7 separate regions of the Mus musculus genome follow, and regions 2, 3, 4, 5, 6 and 7 are each linked to region 1. The links are chromatin contacts, called in public HiCAR-type, HiChIP or PLAC-seq and promoter capture Hi-C maps. All regions are on one chromosome and are shown on one strand. The core of a region is the stretch at or near the end of the contact, and the rest is flanking DNA. Distances in the headings are between cores, read along the strand shown. Region 1 holds the start of Hira (histone cell cycle regulator). Region 2 holds the start of Mapk1 (mitogen-activated protein kinase 1). Region 3 holds the start of Clcn2 (chloride channel, voltage-sensitive 2). Region 4 holds the start of Psmd2 (proteasome (prosome, macropain) 26S subunit, non-ATPase, 2). Region 5 holds the start of Ppil2 (peptidylprolyl isomerase (cyclophilin)-like 2). Region 6 holds the start of Camk2n2 (calcium/calmodulin-dependent protein kinase II inhibitor 2). Region 7 holds the start of Abcf3 (ATP-binding cassette, sub-family F (GCN20), member 3).

What was found. Promoter capture Hi-C pulls out the DNA fragments that hold promoters and counts their contacts. HiCAR-type assays count read pairs that join an accessible place to other places. HiChIP or PLAC-seq counts read pairs in DNA pulled down with a chosen protein or histone mark. Capture Hi-C pulls out chosen DNA fragments and counts their contacts.
Region 2: a contact with region 1 is called in an H3K27ac HiChIP or PLAC-seq map of embryonic stem cells, with 3 times the contacts expected there. The contact joins the promoter of Mapk1 here to the promoter of Hira in region 1. A contact is called at or near these places in 2 of 39 promoter capture datasets (cranial neural crest and maxillary cranial neural crest) and 1 of 115 datasets of contacts at active chromatin or transcription factors (embryonic stem cells).
Region 3: a HiCAR-type map of astrocytes shows a contact between it and region 1, with 7 times the contacts expected there. The contact joins the promoter of Clcn2 here to the promoter of Hira in region 1. A contact is called at or near these places in 3 of 115 datasets of contacts at active chromatin or transcription factors (astrocytes, large pre-B cells and thymic regulatory T cells) and 2 of 9 other capture datasets (adipose tissue and liver).
Region 4: a contact with region 1 is called in an H3K4me3 HiChIP or PLAC-seq map of pro-B cells, with 7 times the contacts expected there. The contact joins the promoter of Psmd2 here to the promoter of Hira in region 1. A contact is called at or near these places in 1 of 39 promoter capture datasets (embryonic stem cells), 1 of 484 Hi-C or Micro-C datasets (erythroblasts) and 1 of 115 datasets of contacts at active chromatin or transcription factors (pro-B cells).
Region 5: a contact with region 1 is called in a promoter capture Hi-C map of cranial neural crest. The contact joins the promoter of Ppil2 here to the promoter of Hira in region 1. A contact is called at or near these places in 1 of 39 promoter capture datasets (cranial neural crest) and 1 of 115 datasets of contacts at active chromatin or transcription factors (astrocytes).
Region 6: a contact with region 1 is called in a HiCAR-type map of astrocytes, with 4 times the contacts expected there. The contact joins the promoter of Camk2n2 here to the promoter of Hira in region 1. A contact is called at or near these places in 3 of 39 promoter capture datasets (embryonic stem cells, liver and pre-B cells), 1 of 484 Hi-C or Micro-C datasets (B cells), 2 of 115 datasets of contacts at active chromatin or transcription factors (astrocytes and large pre-B cells) and 1 of 9 other capture datasets (liver).
Region 7: a contact with region 1 is called in a promoter capture Hi-C map of adipose tissue, with 2.3 times the contacts expected there. The contact joins the promoter of Abcf3 here to the promoter of Hira in region 1. A contact is called at or near these places in 4 of 39 promoter capture datasets (embryonic stem cells, hippocampal neurons, liver and 1 more), 1 of 115 datasets of contacts at active chromatin or transcription factors (large pre-B cells) and 2 of 9 other capture datasets (adipose tissue and liver).

Annotation. Positions count from the first base shown.
Region 1 is chr16:18,875,005-18,878,562 of GRCm38.p6, reverse strand. It overlaps Hira (histone cell cycle regulator), which reads right to left and starts at 1,813. Exons shown (of 25, transcript NM_010435.2): 1 at 1,044-1,813. The coding sequence starts at 1,080. Mrpl40 (mitochondrial ribosomal protein L40) reads left to right here and starts at 1,926. Exons shown (of 4, transcript NM_010922.2): 1 at 1,926-2,092; 2 at 3,156-3,239. The coding sequence starts at 2,040.
Region 2 is chr16:16,981,807-16,985,364 of GRCm38.p6, reverse strand. Mapk1 (mitogen-activated protein kinase 1) reads right to left here and starts at 1,983. Exons shown (of 9, transcript NM_011949.3): 1 at 1,626-1,983. The coding sequence starts at 1,738.
Region 3 is chr16:20,715,089-20,718,646 of GRCm38.p6, reverse strand. It overlaps Clcn2 (chloride channel, voltage-sensitive 2), which reads left to right and starts at 2,011. Exons shown (of 24, transcript NM_009900.2): 1 at 2,011-2,738. The coding sequence starts at 2,652. Polr2h (polymerase (RNA) II (DNA directed) polypeptide H) reads right to left here and starts at 821. Exons shown (of 5, transcript NM_145632.2): 1 at 653-821. The coding sequence starts at 725.
Region 4 is chr16:20,649,623-20,653,180 of GRCm38.p6, reverse strand. It overlaps Psmd2 (proteasome (prosome, macropain) 26S subunit, non-ATPase, 2), which reads right to left and starts at 1,529. Exons shown (of 21, transcript NM_134101.2): 1 at 1,330-1,529; 2 at 881-937; 3 at 424-588. The coding sequence starts at 1,464.
Region 5 is chr16:17,109,285-17,112,842 of GRCm38.p6, reverse strand. It overlaps Ppil2 (peptidylprolyl isomerase (cyclophilin)-like 2), which reads left to right and starts at 1,591. Exons shown (of 21, transcript NM_001252444.1): 1 at 1,591-1,700; 2 at 3,149-3,198. The coding sequence starts at 1,669.
Region 6 is chr16:20,619,988-20,623,545 of GRCm38.p6, reverse strand. Camk2n2 (calcium/calmodulin-dependent protein kinase II inhibitor 2) reads left to right here and starts at 2,268. Exons shown (of 2, transcript NM_028420.2): 1 at 2,268-2,520; 2 at 3,303-3,558. The coding sequence starts at 2,352. The coding sequence ends at 3,373. The region is part of intron 2 of Eef1akmt4-ece2 (Eef1akmt4-Ece2 readthrough); the gene reads right to left.
Region 7 is chr16:20,546,589-20,550,146 of GRCm38.p6, reverse strand. Abcf3 (ATP-binding cassette, sub-family F (GCN20), member 3) reads right to left here and starts at 1,544. Exons shown (of 21, transcript NM_013852.2): 1 at 1,402-1,544; 2 at 1,034-1,181; 3 at 833-912; 4 at 357-403; 5 at 46-143. The coding sequence starts at 1,474. It also overlaps the pseudogene Gm15760.

The DNA of each region.
Region 1 (3,558 bases), core at 564-3,063:
CCCTCCAAAAAAAAAAAAAAAAAAAAAAAAAAAGTTCGGCTGTGAATAAAAAGCACCCAGGACCAATTTTTTTTTAAATTTGGCCACGTGGATTTTTAAAAAGAGAAAAATGCATCTACTTGCCTTCTTTTACGCGGGCGCGCGCACACACACACAAAAACACACACACAACTGTAGCTCCCTCTAGATGCAATACAAAGTAGAAAGGAGGAAAGACCCTTCCTCTTTCAGCAGAGCTTGGCTGCTTCCTCGTGCTTCCTTCGGGTCCTTCCAGAGACTCAAGTACTAGCTGGGGGGAAAGGCTCTAGCTCTTCCTCACTCGCTCGGCAGAGAGCAAACAACCTCCTGCAGTAGTTCTCGACAAAACTGGATGCCACCGGCTGCTTTCTCCACCAGGGTGTAGGAATCTGCTATTTGAAGTCACTATCACGGATCCAAAGTCGCTTGTCTCCTGTGCACCACTGGCCCCAATCTTAGTCATCTGAAGCCCCAATCCTTACATTAAACGTGGTTCTTTCGTGGTCCTCCGTAGGACCTGAGCCCAGGCCCTTCCCATTCCAGGATCGCAATAGCCCGAGTGGGGGCACTGTCACAAACTCCAGGCCTCAGAAAGGGCAATACAGCCAGTAAGTATCTCATGCAGATTCACCGAGCCGCTGAAAGGCCACAAGGGGGATGTCGCCCCAGTTTCATACTCACAACCATCTGAGCACATACTGGATGGTGAAGCCGGATGGCAGCACCAGGTCGGTACCCAAGCCGGCTCACCAGAGCCAGGCATCCCAGATTAAGGGTGGGCGGCGCAGGACACAGCGCCATTGCCTGAGGCAAAGGCGGACTTCGCTGCAACCAGCCCGAAGCACGTGCCCGGGCTCGCCGGTGTCCCAGAGCCGGGGACAAAGTCTGCTCCTGCCCGTTCTGCAGCTCCAGCACCCGGCACCAGCGTCTGGACAAGGTGGGCAGGACTTGAGCACCGCCGCAAGCCAATCCCAGACCCCACCCCGATGCAGGTTCGGCCGCCCACGACTCCTGCGTGCACTCACCATTGTGGTTGACCCAGGTTGGCTTCAAGAGCTTCATTGTTCGGCCGCTGCCGGGCTGAAGCCAGAGCCGTGTCCCTCAGCACGCCTGGGCCATGGAGCTGCCGCAGCTTCCTCCCGCGCCGCCCGCCCTCCGGCCGCCGCCCACCCTTGCCCTCAGCGCCGCCGCGCCATCGCCGGCCCGTGCCCCCAGCCGCCGCCACAGCCGCCTCCTGCGCTCGGCCGCCGCCGCCGCCGCCACAGCCGCATCCCCTGCGCCGCTCCTCCTCCGGCGGCTCCCGGGCAACGCCGGAAGTCACGGCGCGCACCTGCCAAATCGCCCCGGCGGGAAACCGCTCCCTACGCGGACCGGGCCGCCTCGGTTCTTCGGTAGACAGGGGGGGGAGGACGGGGATACTCCGCTGCCACTGATGTGGTCGCCGATGAGGGTCGGTGTGAGCAGGCTGGCAAAGCCTTGAGATCCCGCCCGGCGATGCAGAACCAGGGTGGTGTGCAGATCTCTAGTTCTACCTCCGCGGCTCCGAGTCCAGCTTAGTAACTAGCTTCCGCCATCCATCAATTCGCGCTATTGGGCATCTCGCGAGCGCCAGCCGGGCGGGCGCCAGCATGCATCTAGCGGCAGACGGCAGCGGGCCCTGAGCTCGATTGCATGCATAAAAGAACTAGGCTGGTGAAGGATAGGGGGCCAGACGGGCGCATTTATTAGAAGAGCGGGGCGTTTTCATAGATGTAAACACATAGGCCAGGCGGAGCAGAGAGCAGGAAAACACCGCAGCATCCACAGAAGGCGGGACGCCCGCAAAAGGGCGCGGCGAAGCCACCGTTGCTTGCCCGGGGCGGGGCTGCGTCGGGGGCGGGGCCAGCTGCGGGCCCGCCTCTCGGAATCCCAGACCCGCGAGTTCCGGGCCGAGGCCTGCCAGACCCGACCGGGTACCTCAGGTCGGACCGCCCAGGGGCGTGCTCCCGGAAGCTGCCCGCCAGCGGGTGGCGTGAAAAACTATGGCTACCGGGGTGATGCTGTGTGCTGCGCGGGCTCTGCGGCCTCGGAGCTGGTGAGTGTAGCCGCGGGTGGCAGAATACCCAGGGCGCGTGCGCGGGCTTTGCCCCGTAGCTGCTCGCTAGTGCTCGCAGATTATTTCTGGGCATGAGCCTACCGCATCTGTTGCGGATGAAAATCCGAACTGGAAGTGTACTCACTTAACAGGCTATTTGCCTAACAAGTGTGAAGCCTAAGTCGTGCTTAAGTGGTGGCCTACTCCTGCAACCCCAGCACTATGGAGGTGGAGGCTAGGTCAGAAAGTCAAGGTCGTAACAGCTGCATACAAACCTGGCTATATTACACCCCATTTTTAAAAAGAAGAAAAAGACGCCGGGCGTGGTGGAGCACGCCTTTAAACCCAGCACTTGGGAGGCAAAGGCAGGCGGATTTCTGAGTTCGAGGTCAGCCCAGTCTACAAAGGGAGTTCCAGGACAGCCAGGGCTTTACAGAGAAACTCTGTCTCAAAAAAACCCAAAAAAAAAAAAAAAAAAAAAAAAAGGAAGAAGAGCAATGTGTTTTTAAAAATCCAAGGATATGTTTTATAGAAGGGACGTATAGTACAGTGGGAGGGGGTACTTTACTCAGTGGTCCACACTGAAGCATCCCTCCTTCCTTCCTCGAGGTACCAGTCATATACTAGACAGGTCTAGTATAGAATAGAGTTTATTTGTGGGTATGGGAAGGGGAATTGAGAAGAGAGTAGAGGCAGAGAAAGAGAGGGGACAGAGAAGGGGAGAGAGAGAGAGACAGAAAGAAACAGAGAGACGGAAGAAGAAGGAGAAGAAGAAGAAGATCCTGCCAGAGCAAGTAAAGGCTCTGCCCCAGTGAGAAACAGAGTTCTGTAAATTCCTCACTTTGACCTTGCTGGCCTAATACAAATGAACTAGACATGGTGGAGCAGCTGAGGCAAGAAAATTGTCTCAAGTTGCAAGATAGCCCGAATTAGGGAGACTTTTGTCTGAAAAAAATACAAAATAGATACTTACAAACATCCTCCGGGTTTTAGGAAGACCTATAGTTATGTGTATGTGCCTTCTCTTTCCCCAGATCTTTATACATACCCTTCTCTCCTTCAGGATCCCTGGAACCTGCCAGGCACACGTCAGACACACCCACCAGAGAGCTTCCTTACTGGCCTTCTGGGATCTCATCCCCATGAGGTAAAATCCAGCATAACCCTTAGCTCTTGGGGTATGAGAAACACGTGTATGCATATGACCAAAACAAAGCAAGAGTGCCCAACCTTGGGTTAGCAAGCAGATTTCAGTCTGTGGAACTAATAGTTAAATTTAAGTGGATGCCTCTGTCCTTTGAAGGAGCTCTGTACTATGATAGCATAGCATATATGTATTGCTACTTGAGTAGTTTAAATAAGTAGCAGCTAGATTTAAGGAGTCTTATGTGTTTCAAAGGGCATATCTTAACTTCTGTATTTCCATAGGCCTTGCTCTTCCCTGCTCATTCTGATTCACTGAGTGG
Region 2 (3,558 bases), core at 734-3,233, 1.9 Mb after region 1:
AAAAAGAATTCTGCACAGCAAGTGGAAACTTCAAAGGTGAATAGCAACAGGATCTAAATAATCCATCTTCTCAGGGTGGTGGGGAATGTGTGAGTTCAACTGACAGATCCTAATTTTTTTTTGTCCCTACTTAAAATAATCCCCCCTTAAATAAATGAGCCTATAGTGGGTAATCATGAGTGTCAATAATAAGTGTTACTGGCATATTTACCAGCAGGTACAGGGTAGTAATACATGCAAGACAAATGTGATATGGAAAGTACTTTTTCTCCATTCCTCTTTTGACTTGCAGGTCCAGTTCACTTTTATCTTCGTAATTGTATACTATGAGACATTTTGCTCATAAAAATATAACTATTCATGAGTCTTTTCTTTAAAAAAAAAAAAAAAGAACGTTAATTATTCTATCTTGTTAGCACACTTGGTGAAAACACACCTTTTCTGGCATTTCTAAAATTATGACTATTCAAATTTTAATGCATTTCTGAATAGACTTGTTCATCAGGAAAATATGCCGAAGTCCTGAGATTATTAAATCAAGGAGAGGCCTGTGCAATAGCTCAAGAGCTGAAGCATTTAAAACAGGATCTTTCTACAGCAAAGCTTGATTCTAGTTCTTCGCCCTGTAAAAGGACTTCCTTTCAATACCTTATCTGAAAAAGGCTGTCTTCTCTTTCCTCAAGATAGCTAAGTTAAATTAAACTATCTCAGAGACCTTCGATAAATGAACTTGTTTTAGTTAAAACAATACACTTCAACATTCCACATGCAGGAAATCCTGCAAGTGATCGTGCAAAAACTATTCTTGAACACTGAAACGTTATGGGGAAACGATCACAGTAATCGGGCTAAAACATATGGATACATTCACACTGTTAAGAGAGTACTCTTGAGGGTAACGACGGGATAATTTAAAGTCAAATTAGGACTAACTCCAAATACTTCTTAATAATTCTAGAGTGATGCTGGCTTATCCTTTCTGAAACACAATCGGTATATTTAAATCCATTTTGAAACTTCAAGATTTCAATATGTCCACAACCAACGCTGTGTCATTAACGGTTAAGCCCGAGGCAGAAAGCATCATTAGCGCTACTTAAGATATTTTGTGAATGCTGTTCACGTACACAGAAGAGAAGAAAAATATTTTGGTGCTCAGCACACAAGCCTATTATTCCGTCTTGCAAAACCATGGCCGCCGCCACCACGGACAAGCATCTAATACAATTCCTGGCTTTAATCTAATGTCAAGAGGCGGTGGCTATAATGCTATAAATTAGGAGACACAGTGTACTTCCGTTCCCGTCCCGAGGGAGAAGCCTCGAAAGTACGCGCTTTAAGACCAAGCCCCGGAGTCTTCGAGTCCTGGCCTCAATCGGGGTTGCCCCTCCAACCGCAAACGAGAAGCAGCAGAGGAAGACGAGGAGCAACACCTAAGCCTCGACCGGCTCCAGGACCCCGCCCCAGGGCTCCAGGAGTGAAGGCCAAGAAGCCAGGGGTCCGGGGCGCCGCAGAACGCGAGGCCAAGGCGCGGGAAGGGCCGTGGGTGCGTCCAGATCAGCCACAGGCAGGGGGCACAGGGTGACCGCGTGAGGCCGGGCCTGAAATCCAGCGCGGATACTCACCAAACCATGCCGTAGGCGCCTTCTCCGATGTACGAGAGGTTGGTGTAGCGCGGCCCTACGTCGAACACCTGCCCGCGGACCATCTCCGGGCCCGCCGCCGCCGCCGCCGCCATGTTGGCTGCACAGCCGCCGCCGCCGCCGCCGCCGCCGCGTTCGGTTCGACGCTTCGCGGCTGCCGCTCGACTTATGCTGCGCTTCCCGCAGGAACCGCGCTGCCGCCCGTGTAGCCGCCCCCGCCGGCGATCGGGAACGAGGAAGGAGGACAACACAGAGGAGAGAATTAACCGCCGGTAGAACCACTGCCAGCCTTCCTGCCTGACGGGCGGGCTACGAGTGGGAGGAGGGAAGGGTTCGCGTCGAAGGGCGCTAGGGCGGAGTCAAGGGCGTGCGTGTTGATTGGCTTCTCTTGGTAGAGAGGGCGGAGTCTCGCGGGTCGGCGGAAGCAGCGAGGTGAGGCAGGAGCACTGCGGCTGCGGGGGAGGGACGTCATGTGCGCTCGGAGACCCAAGCGCTGGGTAGCTCTAGAGAGCTAGGTTGGAATTTAGGCATAAGGACCCCACAGAGTCCCACCCACTGTCCTGGTGCTGTGCCTGGTCCAGAACGAACTCACACGGGACCAGGGACTTGGCTTGAGACCAGAGGACTCACTGCACACCAACCACGGGACCCCTGAGACAGACCTCTAAGAATACGTGGCCCACATTGTGCACTCTGATGAACTTAGACCATCAGAGTGGGACAGAAACCAAAAAGCATAACCCAGACCCAGAAAAAAACTTTCACCCTGTAATGAGCATAATTTTAAAAAATGCCTTTTAGACATATAAAACTAGATTAAGCAGGAATCCCACAGCATCCAAGGCTGCTCCTGATCCAGAGCTCAGTGACATCACTCACGCAAGATAACCAGATACAGTCCTAGAACCCCATGATGCCCACTGGACAGAATATAAGCAGAGACCAAAAGCAGTGATTTGCTCTACACATCTGGAGAGATACACCTTGATCTGCTCTGTGGCTAGAGAATCCACTCCCCCCCCCCCCCCCCCCCCCCCGCCAGGGTCCTGATCCTCAAATCAGAAACCTGATCTGAAGCTAAGATAGGTGACACAGGTGACCTTGGGGAGACAGGCTTAGGACTGTAAGAAATTTAGACTGTAAACCTTGCATGATGACCTTCAGCATAATAAAATATAACTTTTGTTATACTAACTACATATATCTACCTTCTTGCCCGTGACACACACCTAACAGTGTGAGACATAAGTAAGCAGAAACCAAAACACAAGACATTGAATCCCCTAATTAGAGGTTTGTTCAAGAAGATTTGCTGAATATCTACGGCACTGGAGCCAGCCATGCTTCCAGAGTGAAAAGACAGACAAAATACAATATTTGCACTTAAGTGTTGTGAAGAAATAAAAAGCCAAGGGAAAGTATAGAGAGCTGTGGGTAGGGACACTGGAAAAAGACATAGAAATTTGGGGACTCGGGTCCAGGTGTTGTGCAACAGTTTCCTGAAGGACTGAAACATTCTATGAACTTGAAACATTCTAACTTGAGGGGAAGCTTCTGAAATAGTAAACTAAAAACTAAAAGCAGCAAGGCGGCATGGTGCCTCACACCTTGATTCCCACCACTTGTGAGGCAGTGGCAGGCAGATCGCTTATGAATTGGAAGCCAGCCTGGTCTACAGAGTGAGTTCCAGGATAGCCAAGAATATGCAGAGAAACCCTGTCTCAAAAAAACAAAACCAATCAAAAAACTCAAAGGAGTTTCAGGAAGTCCTTAAAACTGACCAGATTCACTAGGCCCCTCCCACCAGAGTAAGCAATAAAAGCTGAGAGTCCCTCTGAGATGGAGCTCAGGTGAGCTGCAAAGACTCTTGAGACCAGCTACCTGGAAGAGGCAAAACCCTGCCTGCTGCCTGGTA
Region 3 (3,558 bases), core at 762-3,261, 1.8 Mb before region 1:
GCAAGCGGCAAAGCTCCTCCAGCAGTGGCCAGTCTCCAGGCTCTAACTAAAAACGCCTGGATGATTTAGACTAGAGTCTCACTGGTCCTGAGACTTCCTCTTTCTAGCAGGAGACACTGCTGAGGGAATCTGAGGGATGTATTCAAAACTGACATCTGTCTTAAGACATTTGCCTCCAGGCTAAGCGACACCAAGAAGAAACAACTTCCGGATCGTTGGGAAAATAAATACACCAAGCGGTCAACTGAATGAAATTCAGAGAGCTTCGGAAAGAGCTAACTTGTTCTTAGGCTAATACAAAATTATTGGTTAGGAAGGCAGGTAGGTAACTCGCTGCAAGACCTGGGGTAACAAAAGAGATAAGGCACCATCTACTTTTTCCAAGAATAAAGTTCAGAGCACGGTAGAGCACATAATAACTGTGTAGGGAGTTAGAAAGGTTCCCAGGGGTATGCCAGCACCCAGCTAAGGGCCACCCACCGGGCACCAGGCACCGCAAATATAATAGAAAAAGCTGTCTCAAGTTTCTCATTCACGAAAAAAAAAAAAAAACTGTTTCCTGAGGGAGGTACCGAGAGGGTGGGGCGGGCCAGCCACTTGGGGTGGGTGGGCATGTTGGCCACTTCCCTCCTACCGCCCCGACACCGCTTACCTCGGTCAAATTTCTTGCCTTCTGGGTCGATGTCTTTCACATCGAAAATATCCTCGAACAGGATGCCCGCCATCGCGAAGGGCACGAAAGCTGCAGAGGATGTGAGCGCGCGGCCACCACTGGGGATTCGCGCACCCCCTCACGTGGAGAAAAGTAAGACAGGGCAGAGTACCGCCCCAAAAGCGGCAACGAGGCCGAGGGCGCGTGCGCACGGGCTGCAGTCACGCAGCCACTTCCGCTGCCTCCTTCTCGGGGCTTCTTCACTTCCGCCGGGAAGGGCCACCTCCGAGGTGCTCGGGCCTTGTGGGCGAGTCTCAAAACTCGGTGACTCCGTCCAAGGCGGGGACAGATTAAGTCCCACCTCCGACGGGGTACCGCGCTGCGCCCGGCTCGACGGCGCCCTCTTCAGACTGTGGATCCCAAAGCGTGGAAAGCTTGGGGGCCTAACCCAGCCAGGAACCTTGATCCTTGGCCCAGAGAAGCCCGGCCCTAGCCCTTCCCTGAAGTCCGCGTGCCGGCCGAGGGCACAGTCCGCGCTGCAGGCAGGTGGAGCAGAACCCCGCCCGCAGAGCACCAGCCCTCCAGGACCCGGTGCCCAGCCCCTCAGACTGTCACCAAGATCCCCAAAGCTGGTGCGAGCTGGCTCGGACCAGCTAGACATCACCGGAGCCGGGTGCGTCCGGTTTGGGAATTTGCCATGATGTCACTCTCGGGGAAAGGAAAGCCCGCATTGTGCCCTCCCCTGGGGCTTCACCTCCTCGCCACTCCCGTCTTCCCTTGGCCCTGCTTGGCACTAGCCTCACACTGATCCCCTAGAACACTGCCAACTGAACTTGGTACTGCCTGTCACCCCACTATACCACCCTCTTCTGGACACTGAAGTGCGCCTTTCACTGGGAGGCGACAGCTCGCAATACCTTCTTTCTAGGTGCTACCTCCTCTCATTACAGCCCCTGTGCTGGGCACCCTCTTGTTTCTTGAATGAGTCTTCATCCTGGTACTATTCTTTCTCCACAGATTTCTGGACACTGTCCTCTCCAGTGGCTCCAACCTAACGCTGCCCATCCTCTTTGTGCCCTCGACACCTTCTTCTTGTCCTTCCCAGGACCCCGAAAGACAATGTGGAGCCTCAGTAGGCCGTTTCCTCAGGGCGTCAGCAGCTACTCAAATTCCCCCTTAAGCGGTGCCTGGGAGGAGCGACCTCTGCTCCCCCCCCCCCCCACACACACACACACACCCGCCTCCCAGGAGCGGCCTCCCCCGCACCAATAGCTCCCTTCCCTCGGGCCTCACCCCTTCCCGTCCCCTCCCACCTCCACCTCCGCCCCTCTTTCCAGGCCTAGCCATTCCAGGTGCACCTTCCCGGGGGAACCCGGAGGAAAGGAAGGAGAAAGGGAGGCAAGGAGGGAGCCGGCTCTCGGGCATCCTCCCAGATGCGTCTGAGCCGCCTGAAAGTGTGAAGCAGAGGCTGCCCCTGTCCGGTCTGGCTTAGAGAGCCCGAATTAGCTTTTGTCAGTAGCCCCCTACCCCAGTTCAAGAGTCCCCACATCTCCAGCCCCTCCCGCACAACGCTGCAGCCGCGGGAGAGCCCGTCCCTTCCACGTGCCAGCAGACCCGCCCCCGCCCGGCCCCCGCACCCTCAGGGCGCTGGGTTAATCCCGGGCCTCCGTGGCGAAGGGGTGCGAGATCGTGTTTCAAGCGCCCCCTGCCGCCTCTCCGGACACCAGGAGGCGGCCCCAATGCAGACCCCGGCCGGGCAGGGACGCCCCTGCAGATGGGCCGGGGCGGAGCAGCAAAGCAGGGCACCGCCCTCGGCCCGCCCGCCGAGGAGGAGACGCTAGCGGGAGGCTGAGCCTGCGGCGCGCGCCCGGGGACCCGTCGCACTCTGCACTCGGCCGCCTGGGCTGAGGGGACGGGACGGGTGCGGGCGCGGGCTCAGCGGGCCGGGAGCTGAGTCAAGGCCGAGAAGCAGAGGGAGGCAAGAGGACAGTGCACCGAGATGGCGGCTGCAACGGCTGCGGCGGCCGCGGCGGCGGCGGCGGGGGAAGGGATGGAGCCTCGAGCGCTGCAGTACGAGCAGACCCTGGTAAGTGAAACCCAAGGGTTGCCCTACGGGACCAATGCTGCAGGTTGCCCTGGAAAGTGTGAGGACAGATGGCCTACCCTAACCCGGCCTCAGCCTTTCTCAGCTATGGAAACTGAGGTTCGGGATCCGCCAGGCTGTGGGTTCAGAGTGTTGGAAAGCTGCTTGCTGGTTTCTGGCTGAGACTGGTGGCCTGCAGAAGACAATGACACCAGGTGCTTGGCCCAGGTGTCCTTTCTCTTACCCACTTCTGCATACACGTTTTTGTTTTCTTCACTTACCACTTGAGTCCAAGTTACAGCAGCCCAGTGCTCTTTCTGAACACCATCTATACTATTGAACTTGATCCACATGTCTATCTACTTTCAACACCCTCCTGGGTCCCTGCTGTGTACATGGTCCCAGGCTTAGCTTAAAGACAGTAGGAAGTAATCAAACCCAACCCCTGCCTTTAACAGCTCAAGCCCAACATTGACAAGAACTCCTCAGGAGACCCTGTTGGAAAAGGTGGCTTAGGTGGCTTTTTGCCACCCTGGGGACTGAAGCTTTAGGGCCGATGCAGGAAGCAGGAATGGGTGTGAGAACTGAAACCTTTGTTCCAGCTGGATCTAGCCAGGTACCCCACCACCACCACCCACGCCCATGGAGTGTCCCTTGACCTCATAAGAAGCAGGGGTCCTGAGCTTTGAGATGACTCATGACCACCATTGCTGAGAAGCCATTCACCAGAATGGGGGACCAAGCCCTAAGGAAAGAAAGTGGCCCAGTAGTTTCTTTTTTATCACCTTAGGCTGGAATTTGCCCGAGAGGATAACAGGGAGAA
Region 4 (3,558 bases), core at 280-2,779, 1.8 Mb before region 1:
CACGCTCATGAAGATCAGAGTTCAAATCCCAGCACCTATTAAGACATCCCAAAAACCTCCAAAAACCAAAATCAAAAAGACATCCCAAAACCAACTATAAAGACCGAGGGTCTTTAGGCATGCATAGGCGTGACACTTATGCATATGCACATGCATACAAGCACATGCATTCAGGCACACACATATATGCACACACTATAAAAATTTTAAATTAAGTCAGAAACACATCGTGCTAAGAAAATCTTAAGATATAATGAAGCAGAAACTTCTAAGGAGCTGAGAAGCATTCTCAGGCTTTCCACTGGAGAATCAGTCTCACTGTGATGAACTTTCCAGCTAGATGGGGTCCACTAGGCTTTCAGTGACTTAGCATTAAAAAAGGAATTATTCAACTGGACAGGTCCCAGCCATATTCTGAATTACCTTATTCTCCCCAGGGGCCATGTTCTCATAGATTTCCTTCAATTTGCCATAGTGTGGACGCAGAAATTTGAGAGGCTTGGGTACTGAAGTCATGGAAGTTGTAGAAGAACGAATTTGTCTTCTCAGTTCCTCCAGAGCTGGTCGATATAGAGATGTATCTTTCTCCTAATAGGGGATGTTAATGCTCAGACCAAAAGGAGTCACATTTCTCCACATCACGACCCATACATACTTAACCAATGCTTTGGTCAAAGACATAACTGGCTCCTATTTCATGATGCCTCAACCCCTGTAAATGACCTGAGACCCATGACCCCATTTAAATACCCTTTGTAACTCTTCCCTCAAATTATCGTAATATCTAATATGTGGTATCTAATTGTTGCCTCAAAATGAAATAGAGTAAACAAATGAGAAACATCAACTATACTCCCCCTGTAGTAACATCTTGACTCACCCCGAGTCGCTCCACGAGCATCTCCAGTTCATCTTGAAGCTGTTTGTCCTCCTCAGACTGGAGGGTTAGGGGAAGAAGCTCATCAAAAGTGGGGACCCGAATCACATTCTCCTCCCACTTACCCCGGGACAGGTGAAGAGTGTGAATGTCTATGGACAAGAAGAGGGCGTGGGATAGGGAAGCAGCCCTATAGGAAAGGCTGTCTACCTTAGGAACCAGGCAGACTCTGCTTGGAAGCCATTCTAGGAAATAACCAAAGAACCGCGATGTGATGGTGAGGGCCTCAGGGAGTGACAGTGCGTAATGGGGCGGGCAGGGTATAAAGAAAGGGTCGCCCCATCCTGAGTCTCCCCGGTGCGGTGGGCAGTACGGAGTCGGGCCCGAGGCCTTCGAGCCAGCAGTGACTCAGCCCAAGGCCTCCTCCTCGGGCTCCCCAGGCTGCGCCTCACCAGCTCCTGCTCTTTGTCTTTTTCCCCGGCATCCCTTCGCTCCTTGCCACTCGACTTCTCGTCCGCGCCGCTGGGGGTTGTCGCGGAGGGCTGTTGGGACTGCACGGGTGTCTTGTCTCGTCCACCCTCCTCCATCTCCGCCACTACTGCCGGCCTGCTGCGCGCGCACCTGCTCGCACCGCCCCTTTTCCCAGAAGGCCACGCGCGTTGTCCTCCAGACCGGAAGCGCCCTGCGGATCCCGAGTCCCGCCCTCTGGAGCAGGACGGGAATTACTGTTCCGGCTTCCAGCCCGAACGGCTACTGTTGAGTTAGGGTGTCTCTGTGCGTGCAAGGGTGGTCTGACTGCAGAGATGCCTAGCTCTCCGATCCTGTAGCTTCACCACAACTGGATGCATGGTACGATGAGAAGGTCATCCTGAAGACAGGACGTCCATACATGTTCATGCTTGCTTTAGTCCTCTGTAGGAGATTTCTATGAGCTCAAAACTCTTCAAGTCTTGACCGAGTCTGTGTGACTTCGGTGTAATTATGCCACTACTACTGTGGAATAGTAACCGCAAACCATTTCCCCCAAAGTGAAGATGAAATTTACTTATTTATTATCCCAGGTTAGCCTCGAACTTACTTTCTAGCAGAGAATAACTTCATTACAGACATGAGCTGCTGATGCGTGTAGATCTTGGATTCTAGGCATAACCATCCATTTCCACTGCCAATGACTTCTTCAGCCTTTGGAGAGAGATTGAACAGCCCATTGCTGCTCTGCCTGTTCTATAGCCGTATAGTCCTCTGTAGGAAATGTCTACCGGTTTCTGTTTCTATGACTTCTATCACAGATAAGAATACATACATACGTACATACATGCATACATATATCAGGCACATACCATATGTATGGTATATAAATATTTAGTATGTATATTTCATGTATACATATGTGTGTATATGTATATATGTGTGTATATGTATATATATATATATATATAATCAACAGTCACATACCAATTAGTATGTTGGAGATGAATTGGAAATTGTGCCCTAAAAGGTTTATCAAGAAGCTGATGAGTCCAGATGAAGAGGATATGAAAAGCTGTTGGGATATATTTCAAGTTATTTTGTAGGAATACATTGTTTTGAAATAAAAACTTGGAAAAATGTGGGAAACTCAAACTTTCAAAACATGATATTAGAAACAAATCCTGCCATGCACCAGCAGTGTGGTTTTGGTAAGCTACCTAAATTAAGTCTGTTTTCTGCCTATGTGAAGTACAAAAAGTTTCTCTTGTAAGAACACTTAAAGAATGAAATGAGCTGGGCAGTGGTGGCGCACACCTATAATCCCAGCACTTGGGAGGCAGAGGCAGGCAGATTTCTGAGTCCAGCCTGGTCTACAGAGTGAGTTCCAGGACACAGAAAAACCCTGTCTCAAAAAAAAACAAAAAAAAAAAAAAAAGAAAAGAAAGAAAGACAGACAGAAAGAAAGAAATGAGCCAGGCATCGTGGCCCATACTTTCAATCCCAATATTTGGGATTAAATAAGGAGGCAAAGGCAGGTGGATCTCTGTGTGTTCAAGGCTAGCCTGGTCTACAGAGTGAGTTCTAAGCAAGCCAGGAACTACACAATGAGACCCTGTTGAAAGTTTTAATAGTGTCTAACTTTTTACACCACTTGGGGTGATAATGCTCCCCTCAAGAGCCAACGACTAACACAATCTCAGGGCCAGGCATAGAAAACCTTCCTCAGAGTTGTTGGTCAGGAGGGTCCGAGAGACTCCTAAAACAATATAAGCTATTGCTGTTGTCCTTGGTTGCCTACCAGAACTTGAAGGTAAGGCTTTGTTGCTAAGGAATTGAGTGGAACTGACCTGGAGGCCTCTTCCCTGAGGTCTGGCTCTCACAATGTCTTAAGGCGCTCTGTAAGCTGCCAAAGAGAAGAGCAATCAATAGTCCTAGCCAGCTGTAAATCGTATAAATCAGAATGACCAGCTCAGTGTAACACTCCCAAAGCTGCAACAACGTCACTTTATTTTGAGGGTAACCAACAACCACCTAATTGGACTTGAGTCCTGCTCAGCAGGAGGGAATTCCTGCTAAGTACTATAAATCTAGCCAACTAAGATTGCCATTAAAGCTACATAATGATATTGGGTCAGTCGCTATTTTTTGTATGTGATATTTTCCCAAAAGACAAGTGTTTTGTGGAGATTTTTACTGTTAACTTTAGAAAT
Region 5 (3,558 bases), core at 342-2,841, 1.8 Mb after region 1:
GATAAACTATGAGAGAGGTGAGTGGGGTGGCCAAGAAAGTGTTTTTTTGTTTTGTTTTGTTTTGGTCTCACTGTATATTCTTGGTTGACCTGTAACTCAATATGTAGACTAGGAGGACTTGAACTTACAGAACTTACCAGCCTCTGCCTCCCAAGTACTGGTAGTTTTGTTTAGTTTTGATTTGCTTTTGAGACATGGTTTCTCTACTCACTGTAGACCAGGCTGGCCTCAGACTCATAGAGATCTGCTTGCTTCTGCCTCCCAAGTGTACACCACCATACTGGGCTAAAAGATCTTTTGAGGTAAGATTTATTTGGAAGGCAGAAGTTATGAAGTAAGAAGCTGACAGGATGACTGCCTTTGGCTAACTGGGTGGATGGTGGTCCTTGTTAATCCTGCCAAATGAGAATCAGACCAGTGACCCAGATTTTTTGGTTGCATTTTCAGTTAGACAGGGTTATCTCCCTAAAGTAGGATTTGAGAGCATAGTCTCAAAGGAGAATTTTTTTTTTTAATATCCCCCAAACTGCAAGGCTAGGGGGTTTCTAATGTTTTATGTTTATGTAGGAATTTGACAAGACATCTTAAAATTATTTGGTTGAAGATCTTATCAGGAGGTTAGGGTTAGGGTATGGAACATACCATTTAGCATCAAAGTGGAGATTTGGAACAAGGAAATTAAGAATTCTTTGATCAGCCAGGCGGTGGTGGCACACACCTTTAATCCCAGCACTTGGGAGGCAGAGGCAGTGGATTTCTGAGTTCCAGGCCAGCCTGATCTATAGAGTGAGCACCAGGACAGCCAGGGCTACACAGAGAAACCCTGTCTCAAAAAACAAAAACAAACAAAAACCCAGCTTAGGGTGGAGAGATGCCTTAACAAATAAGAGCTGTGCAAGTCTGGCAAAGAGAACCAACTCCTCACTTGTCCTCTGAGCTCTACACTTGTGGCATGGCCACTATTTAACCACACACACAATTTTAAAAAGGAAACTTGGGGCCGGGCATGGTGGCACACTCCTCTAGTCCCAGCACTCGGGAGGCAGAGGCAGGCGGATTTCTGAGTTCGAGGCCAGCCTGGTCTACAGAGTGAGTTCCAGGACAGCCAGGGCTACACAGAGAAACCCTGTTTCGAAATACCAAAAAAAAAAAAAAAAAAGGAGACTTGGGACCCATTCTCCCGGCACATGAGACCCAGACCAAAGATCTGGCCACAGAAGGAGCAGAGAGGGCTTGGTCATCTGCCAGCTGATGGGCCTGAAGGGCGTGGGGACCGAACGAGAGAAGAGTTGAGTATACACATGGACATGGCTTTAGAGAAGGTGAAAAAGGTTGAAGATCTTTAGATACAAAGGAGGTGAGTCTGAGTGAGTCTGCCTAGCATAGCATGGACTGAACAAGTAGCCAGACAGTGCATAGAAAAGTTTTTGAGGGCTTGGGGGAGGCAACGCAGTATGGTGGGAGACAGGAAAAGTGGATTCTACTCAAAGTTAGCAAGCTTCAGCCTAGCACGGTGCCTGCACCCAGCACCTGGACACCTGGAAACCACAATTCCCAGAATGCTTTCTTCCAACTTCCGGGATCCAGTGCGTCGATCTCCGGAAGTAGTTGAGAAAGCGGAGGCGCCATAGTCAGTGTCTGCTGTGGTCTCTTCGGTTTGTTGCCACCATGGGGAAGCGACAGCACCAGAAGGACAAGATGTAAGTTGGGTCGCGTCTCTCGTCTCAGCTCGTCGCCGTGCTGAAGGCTATCATCTGAAAGCCTCAGCTCTCACAGGCGCGGTCTCGTCCCTCAGTGCAGCCTACGCGGGCCAGGGCGTTCTACCGCCGGACTAACTAACTTCCGGGATTTCCCTACCCCTAGCCTTTCTGCGAACGAGTTTTGCCCCTGAGTTGGTTGTCCGCTTCGTCCTGGCTCTAGTCTGAGAGCCTACACACAGGCGACAGCCTTCAAGTTGAAGATAGGCGGGTCGTGCTCCATGTTCCCCTCCCATTTGCTGCTGCTGTACTTTCTGTTTTCTGTTGTCTCTTCAGATGCTCCCCGCCCCTAGCTGCTTGCAAGGATATCTTTGACTTCTGTATTGCCAGATCTAGTATCCAGCTTTTCAGTCCTTGGGCTTCTTCCCTTTCCAAAAGTAGCCTTTAGTGAGATCTTACATGCGCTTAGTAGTTTTTTTTGTTTGTTTTTGTTTTTGTTTTTGTTTTTCAAGATAGGGTTTCTCTGTGTAGCCCTGGCTGTCCTGGAACTCACTTTGTAGATCAGGCTGGCCTCGAACTCAGAAATCCCCTTGCCTCTGCCTCCCGAGTGCTAGGATTAAAGGCTTGGCGCTTAGTAATTTAATCTGCGAATGATCTCTATTTCATTCCTCTTTGCTGGGCTTCCCCTCCCCTTGTCCCAGACCTCGGGGGTGTTTCCTTCATCCCTGTGGTGGATCTGTTCAAAGAGTCTCTTGCACTAAGTCAGCAGCTTTCACTCAGTTCTCCACTTGGAAAACTTACAGCTTTTTCAAAACTAGTATGCTAAAAGGGAACTTGATAATTTTCACACCTAAGCCTGCCGTTTCTTATCCTAGCTCAGTGGTTACATAGTGGGTCCCTGATTTACTATATATAGACTGAAGACAATTCTCATCCTAACAGAAGAACAACCGCACAGAGCAACTGGAGCTATGTTAGATCATGTCTGGGTCCTGCTCAAAATCACCCACCAGCTTCCCATCACACTTAGGCAAATAGAGAGTACTCTCCTTGATCTTTGACTCATTTTTGACTCGGCCGCTGTCCTTGCTTCTGTGTCTTTTTCTGCTGCTACGTACCTCATCACACTCTTCCTCTGCTGTCTCCTTTCTGGAACAGATTCAGCTTGTCCTGTTCCAGCCTCAGTAAGTGTTATTCCTGTAAAGGGCTTCCCCAGAGCTTTGTGTGCCTAGCTCTTCCTGTCAGATAGTCTATAAGTCCAGTTCATTTCCTTCTGGACAAGGTGCTGTTGATGTTTCTTTATCTCTCCATCTTTTGTCCTTCTTATGTGCCACACAATGCAGATGTTTAATGTGATTTGACAAGTGAGTGGGCGTTCTGTCATAAGTTACTTTTACAGCTTCTGTCCTGTCCGTGGCAGGACCCAGTAACACATGCTCTGTCTTCCTCAGGTATATCACTTGTGCTGAGTACACTCATTTCTATGGTGGCAGGAAGCCAGGTAAGGGGATGCTGGTGGTCCTGAAGAATGCTGTCTCCTGTGATCCAGAGCTATCCAGAACACTGACATTATAGTAGATAACGAGACGGTCCATAGTTGATAAAAAGAGGACATATACTCAACATAGTACAGTATACTTCCATCTTAGAGGAGAATACTTAAAAATATAACTCTTTCAAGTTCAGGCCTTTTCCTTAGGAAGTGCTATAGCCTTCTTTCTTTCTTTCTTTCTTTCTTTCTTTCTTTCTTTCTTTTTTGTTTTTTGTTTTTTTGTTTTTTTTTGTTTTTTTTTGAGGCAGAATTTCTCTGTGTAGCCTTGGATGTCCTGGAACTCACTCTGTCTGTAGACCAGGCTGCCCT
Region 6 (3,558 bases), core at 1,019-3,518, 1.7 Mb before region 1:
TAAAATAAAAATGAATTCCAGATTAAATTATTGACTTTATCTCTCTTCTCTTGCTAGAGAGAGATTTGCTTCAGTTCCCACATGCTATCATTCTTGGCAAGAATCCCAGGGTTCTTTCTTCATCGATTTAGGTGAGTGGCTGCTCAGTTCTGAAACAATGCAGCTTAGCTCAGGGCTGTTTCACCCACAAAACTGGCCTTAATGAATAGCTTCTATTTTCTCTGTTTAAACTAGAATCGCAGCTCAGAGAGATCACATGACACACTTATTGGGAAGATGAAGAGTATACTGCTAAGATTTTGGTGGCTTTATTTTTCTAAAGTTATATAAGTAGCAATGATTTTTGTTTGTTTTTGGACAAGGTCTCATTATGTAGCCCTGAACTTACTGTGTAGATGCAGCTGGCCTCAGACTCACAGAGATCAGCCTGACTGATCACAGAGATGAATGGCCAACTCCACCAGGACCAACACAAATGATTTTTAAAAACACGATTATTGGGCCTTCAATTCAAGGTCATTCAGAAAATGGCAGATTCTGGATTGAAAGTCATAGCTGTGCAACTTCCAGGGGAAGGAGGTGTTTTGGACAATCTGATCACCCAGAGTTATTCTGTCCTTCCTTTCAGATGTCAGGGTCAGTCTTTCTCACCCCAGGGCTCAGTTGGGGACCATTCCTCCCAGCCAAAAAGATGGCGTACAGGAGTGTTAGAAGGAACCCCTGTTAGGCTACACCCCAGAGGTAATCTCAATCACTCCTCTTCCCTATCCCACAGGCCCTGTTCAGAGTCCTGACAGCAGAGACCTTTGCATTAAACACCCGAAGGGAGAAAAATCAGCAACCCAGCAATCTCACTAGCGTGATTTGGCGGGACTAAAGGGAAGGTGTCTTGCTTGGAGCATGGGCAAAAGCAATAGCGTCATTATTGTCTTTACCAGCCCGTCACTGTGAGTGAATGTGAGACACACCCTCCCTCCCAAGGCCAGTGATTGCGCCAGAGCCCTCTCGCGCCAGAGAGCGGGTGACGCTGCAGCTGACTGCTAGCAGGGCAGGGGCGGGGTTTGTGGGGGGGCGGGGGGCGCAAGAGGTGAAAGGAAGTGTGCGTGTTCTTTTCAGGGGAGGGAGAGAACTCTACCCCAGGCCCCAGCAACAAGGGCGGGGGACACCCTGTCCCTGCTGATGCTTATTAGCGCGCGCCTCTTGCTCAGGCACTCCGGGCTTCCCTGCGTCATCCGCATCCAGGGCGCCCGCCGCGACGCTGCCATTCATTTCTCCCACACTGCCAGCTAGAGCAAGCCTCCCAGGCTGAGGGAACCGCGTGGAGCGACTGGCGCTTTGAGTCTGGATTTTGGCGCCAACAGCGGTCCTAGGGTTTGTGGGGAGTCTATTCTGGCGCGCGCTGCGGTTGCAGTGTTTAAGATCCTTCCCCTGAAAGGCCGCAACGCAGTCTCGGGGGACAGACCCAGTGGTACTCATACAGGGACCAGGTATGCAGACAGATACAGAAATTCAAAACTAGCACACAGAGACCAAGATCAGATACACAGAGGTAGACTGACAGATGCTCAGACAGTCGAATACAAATTGGCCAACTGATGGAGACCTACGCGCAACCAGGATACAGGAACGCGCCAAGCACGGTGGCACCACCCCCAGGCCCGAGCTCTTCCCGCGCTCCAGTCGGATGGTTCCTTCCCCTCTCTCTACGCGTAGTTGGCCCTTTCCCGGTCGCGTTTCAGAGCCCAGGGCTGTGTTCACAGCCAGCCTGGCCGTCGCCTTCTGGGGCCCCGCCGCGCCCCCAGCTTTTGGCGCTCAGTTCTCTGTTGCTCTCCCCTAACCGCGGGTGCCGTCACTCCCCTTCTCCCCTAAGCACTCGGCTAGCCGCTCCCGCCTAGCTGTCGCCTGCACCGGCCGCTGCGGTTCCCCCGGGCCCACGTGGCGGCCATTCCCGGCCACCTCGCGGGAACCTCCCACGGCCGCGCGTTCCACTCCAGGGATCACCGGACTCCCTCGAACCGCTGGGCCCCGCCTCTTTCCGCTGGCCGGTTCCCGCCCCGCCTCCACCGCGCCCCGCCCGCCGTTCTCTGCCGCAGTCGGGCGCTCATCGTCATTCCGCTCTCGCCGCCGCCGCCGCCCCCGCCCCGCCCCCGCCCGGTCCCCGCCGCTGCCGCCGCCGCCTGCCCAGCGGCCCGGGAGGCGGAGGCGCGGGGGAGGAGGCCCCGCTCGGCTCCGCAGTCCCGGATGCTGTATGACTTCATCCTTCCGCCGGCTCCCCTGCTGAGCTAGGGCCGGTCCGGCAGCTAGCCTCTGCCCGTGCCCCGCCGCAGTCCCTAGCCCGCCCGGTGCCCGCCATGTCCGAGATCCTACCCTACGGTGAGGACAAGATGGGCCGCTTCGGCGCAGACCCCGAAGGTTCCGACCTCTCTTTCAGCTGCCGCCTGCAGGACACCAACTCCTTCTTCGCTGGCAACCAGGCCAAGCGGCCCCCCAAGCTGGGCCAGATCGGCCGAGCCAAGAGAGGTACGCGGCCCGGGCCCGGAGTCGCCGCCTGACCCAGAAACCCTTCGCCTGGCGTCCCCAGGCTGCCGTTCCCCGTCAAGTGGCAGCTGCTCTTGCCGCAGACCAGCGCAGCCAGCTGCGTACCCGCCCGGGGTGGGGAGGGTCCCTGCTGTGGAGTTGTCCCATTCTTTCCCTCTCCCGGGAATACTGTGTCCCGGATTCGAAGCTCTCCACTTCTGGAAAAAGAGCCCCGGCTCCTGGTCAAGGGGGAGGGGCCGCTTAGGGTATTTGGGGCTGCTTGGCACTGGGAACACAAGGTGGTGGGCCAATTCCTTGGGCTGAGATGAGTAGGTGGATGTTACTGGAGGGCACCGAGGCCAGGGGTTCGGTCGTCTTGATTGTTTGTATTGGGAGGGGACTCAGGAAGGCACTATCAAAACAGGGATTCAGGTAGAGGAAAGGGTTACACCAGGTGACAGTTTCATCTGAGCTCAGTTCGAGGAGGGGGTTGTGTCGAAGGCAGAGGTTTCTGGTCGGCTTAGATGGAGGAAGGCTCAGGTGACGGGAGGGTTCGCATTGGGAGTCTTCGGAAGAGGGGTGTTCCCACATAGGGAGGTTTGGGTGCCAGGCTTGGTAGCAGGTAGGGTCCGCGGGAGAGTTCGGGTAGGGAGGGCATAGGGTTTTGAGCCGTGTCGCGGAAACACAGGCAGTAGAGTAGATCTGCGCGGGGCTTGAGGACACCGGCCCCACTGTCGCCGCCGCCCCCCGAGACCGCGCGGCTGATGCGCTTTCTCCCTGCGCAGTGGTGATCGAGGATGACCGGATAGACGACGTGCTGAAGGGGATGGGGGAGAAGCCTCCGTCCGGAGTGTAGACGCGCCGGCTCTGGCGGCGGGCTCCGGGCCCAGCCCCGCAGCGGCCAGGAGCACGGGCCGGCGATGCGGCTGCCGGCGCACCCCCGCCCGGGGCCGAGGTGCCTACGGGCGGGGGCTGCAGGGCCACGCCGCCACGGGGTCAGTGTTGCTACCGCCGCTGCCAGGCGCTCCGGAGCTGTCCGCT
Region 7 (3,558 bases), core at 295-2,794, 1.7 Mb before region 1:
GAATCTGCCCTGCTTCCTGCTTAGAGCCCTTCTTCCCAAACTCACAGAGGGTTGCTGGTCTTCAGTGTTTCCTTCTCTGAACGCTTCTCCTGCTTTGCCTTCAGTCGAGCTTCAGCCTTCTCTAGTTTCTTCGCATTTACTGTCTGAGTGAATTCCAAACACAACCAGTTCATACTAGGGTACAGGTTCAAAAAGGAACTCCAGAGATTACTGCAAACAAACCCTTAAACTTACCCATGACGCTACATAAGCAAACACGCAGGGAAAGACACACCAGAAATCTCGCCCAAAGATACACCCACTATTCAGTAGACGGTCAACTCTCACACCCACCACAGCCCCTTCCCACTTCTCACCGAGGACTGTTCCCTCTTTAGCAGTCCTGGAAGTTTGGTGTCACAGTCTGTAAGTGATAAGAAAAGCAGTCACCTTCTCCATGAGAGAAGGGAAATGAAGACTTTGAATGACTAACAAGAACCAAGGATAGTTTTAAAGATAGCATTATAACACTGAAATGGACAGTTATTAGCCTTGAAGTAAAGGGCAAAACGATCTCACACTTAAGAAGAGCCCAATGTACTCTTTTAAGACCACGCTGTTGGTTAAGGTACGAAACTGGCAAAACCAGCTTCAAGGTCTGTATGCCTCCTACTACAGACAATAGCTTGGAGAGCCCTCCAGGCCCCGTTCTCCATCACAAGCTTTTATGGTCACAAAAATACCGCTAGCTCCTACAAGCCTTGTTGTTGAGATGGAGAGACCTGAGCTGCAGCGAGGTGGTGGCTGGGGGTGGAGGCAGAAGGCAGCTAGTTCAATCTCCCCTCACTCTCACCATAGTTTTCCATTATCTTCGACAACTGGATGGGGGCGTCCAGTAGCACCTGGCTGTTTCCCTGGTTCTGCGGTTCAGCCCTATGTAGGTAGAGAGAAAGCACTCACTTGGGAGAAAAGATTTACAGCCTTCAGACCTTCCCCCTCGTTTGTTCTCCATTCTCCTCTCTTTGCCCATCAACTTCATTCCCTTGGCACCTACAGGCGTAGAGTGTTGTACATGCGCTGACAGACAGCCCTAATGCCAGCGTCATCCTTGCTGTCCCCGGACACTTCTTGCAATAGTTCCCCGACAGCTTCCACCAGGTCATCCACAGACTCGAAATCCGCGCTGCCACTGTGCAAGACACCTGAGCCGGGTACCGCAGAACAAGACAGACAACGGGTAGGGCGGATATAGGAGCAGTTTCAGTGTCTGTACAGCTCACTCGGGGCACCAGACCCCACTGGCCCTCAAGATAAGAGGTCACGCAGAGAGACCAGATAGCGGTCTGCTGCACTGTCCGCCCTCAGTCTTTCCCCACAACCTCCACTTCGGCCTCCCCAGGCAGTTAATTCAGTTTCGCTCACCGGTCACGTAGTCGAAGACCTGCCCGTCAATTTCAGGGAACTCGCTTCGCAGGATATCAGCGCAAGTCGCCATGTTCACTCGGGATCCAATCTGCGCAGTCGTGGTGAGACTTGGGCCTAGGACCGCCTCCCTGCCCTTCCTCCCCACCCCGAAATCGCACCCCTCATCCCAAGGAGCATGCGCAGGGTTGACGTAAGAAAGCAGAGTCTGCGTGAGTCCAGGGGGCGGGTCTAGTAGAACGGGACGCAAGCGCCGCGGAGTCCAGCAGGCGTGGCAGCTTCCGCGCCTGCGCGGTTCCAGTTTCCCGTCTACGTCTACCACCTGTGCGGGTTTTCGCTGCCTTCTGGAAAGTGGAGGTTGTATCGAGGGGCGTGGCAGGATCGCCCGAGGCTTATCGTAGTGGGGAGCACGGGAGGTGTTGCGAGGGGAGAAATGCCTAGACACGGGCTAACGTGGGAGGGGGTCGCTTTACAGCTTGGATACCTTCCCCGCAGGCGCATGCTGCTGCTCGCCCACCTTTGGCGTTTTGCTGACTCACGCCAACTCTCGGTCCAGAGTGGATCAGTTTCAATTAGTCCTGCTAGTTGAATCAGCTGGGTGAGGAGCACACTTCTGCTTGCCTCTTTGCTCTGTCCTCAGTTCCTTCACACTTCATAGGTGTTCAACTGGGTCATTGAGAATGAAGTTCTGCCACCCCAAGGCACATCACCCACTGCCAGAAAACCTGAACAAGCCCTTTTATAAGTTCATTGTTTATCCTGGGTCTACAGACAAAGCAGATCTCAAGTGTCTGTAAAAGATACACCTCACACACACACTCAATTTGCAAAATTAGACAACTTTATTCCAATGCGCTCAAATTACACCCGTTTATATTTCCGAGACAATCTCTCTAGAGAGCCTAAGCTAACTTAAGAACTGAACCTCCTGCCTGTCGCCAAAGTGCTGGAATTAAAGGCATGTGACAACACTCGACTGCCCATTCATCCAGCTTAAGCATTATTGCAATGGGGAGCTGCCAGTCTTGGTGTTAAAGTTTAAAAAAGCTATCAGCATGCCTGAGGTTATAGATTAGTTGGTAAAATGCTTGTCTACCCTGAGGCTTTGTGTTTGATCCCCGGTACCTCATAAAACTGGGTGCGGTGCATGCCAATAACTCCAACATTCAGGAGGCAGGGATAGAATGATCAAGAATTCAAGGTTGCTGGACTTAGATGGAACCAGCCTTTAATCCCGGCACTCAGGAGGCAGAAAAAGGCAGATCTCTGAGTTCAAGGCCACCCTGATCTACAGAATTCCAGGACAACTAGGGTTAAAGAGAAAAACCTAAGGAGAAAAAAAAAAAAAAATCAAGGTCACCCCACTGCTACAAAATGAGTTCCAGGCCATTCTGGGGCCATTTGAAACCTTGTTTCAATTCTCTGGTCTCAGTAAGCTACTGAGTACTCAATTCTCTGGTCTCAGTAAGCTACTGAGTACACCCATATGTGTATAATACATTTAGGAGACTAGGGCAGGCAATTTGGGAGTTCGAGGCCATTCTGGACTGTACTAACTTCCGCATAAACAAAACAGCAATTGAACCTCTAGATCTAATAACCAGTTTACAGTAAATTCAGGCCAGGGGCTGGAGAAAGGACTCTGAGAAGTGCTTGTTCTGTTCTCAGCATTAAGACCTGAGTTTGATCCCTTGTACCCAAGTAAAGTCAGATGTATCTGTAAGTCACTGTGGTCTATTTTCTGTATAAAATGTACTTAGGCGCTTCCAGTTTACTTTAGAGTTGAGACATTAGTAGCTATGCAACTGAGCCAATGTATCAGGAAATCAGAGAGGGTTCTCCAGCCCCAGGAGGATACAGGGTTTGGGGTGGAGACAATGGTAGAAAAACAACGGGAAAGACTGAAACTCTCTGGAATATCAGGGGAAAAAAGGGCAGGATTTTTTTTTTTTTTAAATATAGATCAGAGACTCTAAAAACATTGGTTGTGCCAAATCATAGGGCCAGCCAGGCCTTTCTGCCTGTTTCCCAGGCTGCTTTATGTTAGTTATTCTGTCTCCAGTCCTGAGACGTGAGGCACATCTTTACTCCCACACCCTAAACCCCAGTGCTGGTAGGCAAGGTAAGATCACCAGGACTTAGGAGCTGGTCCGCTGA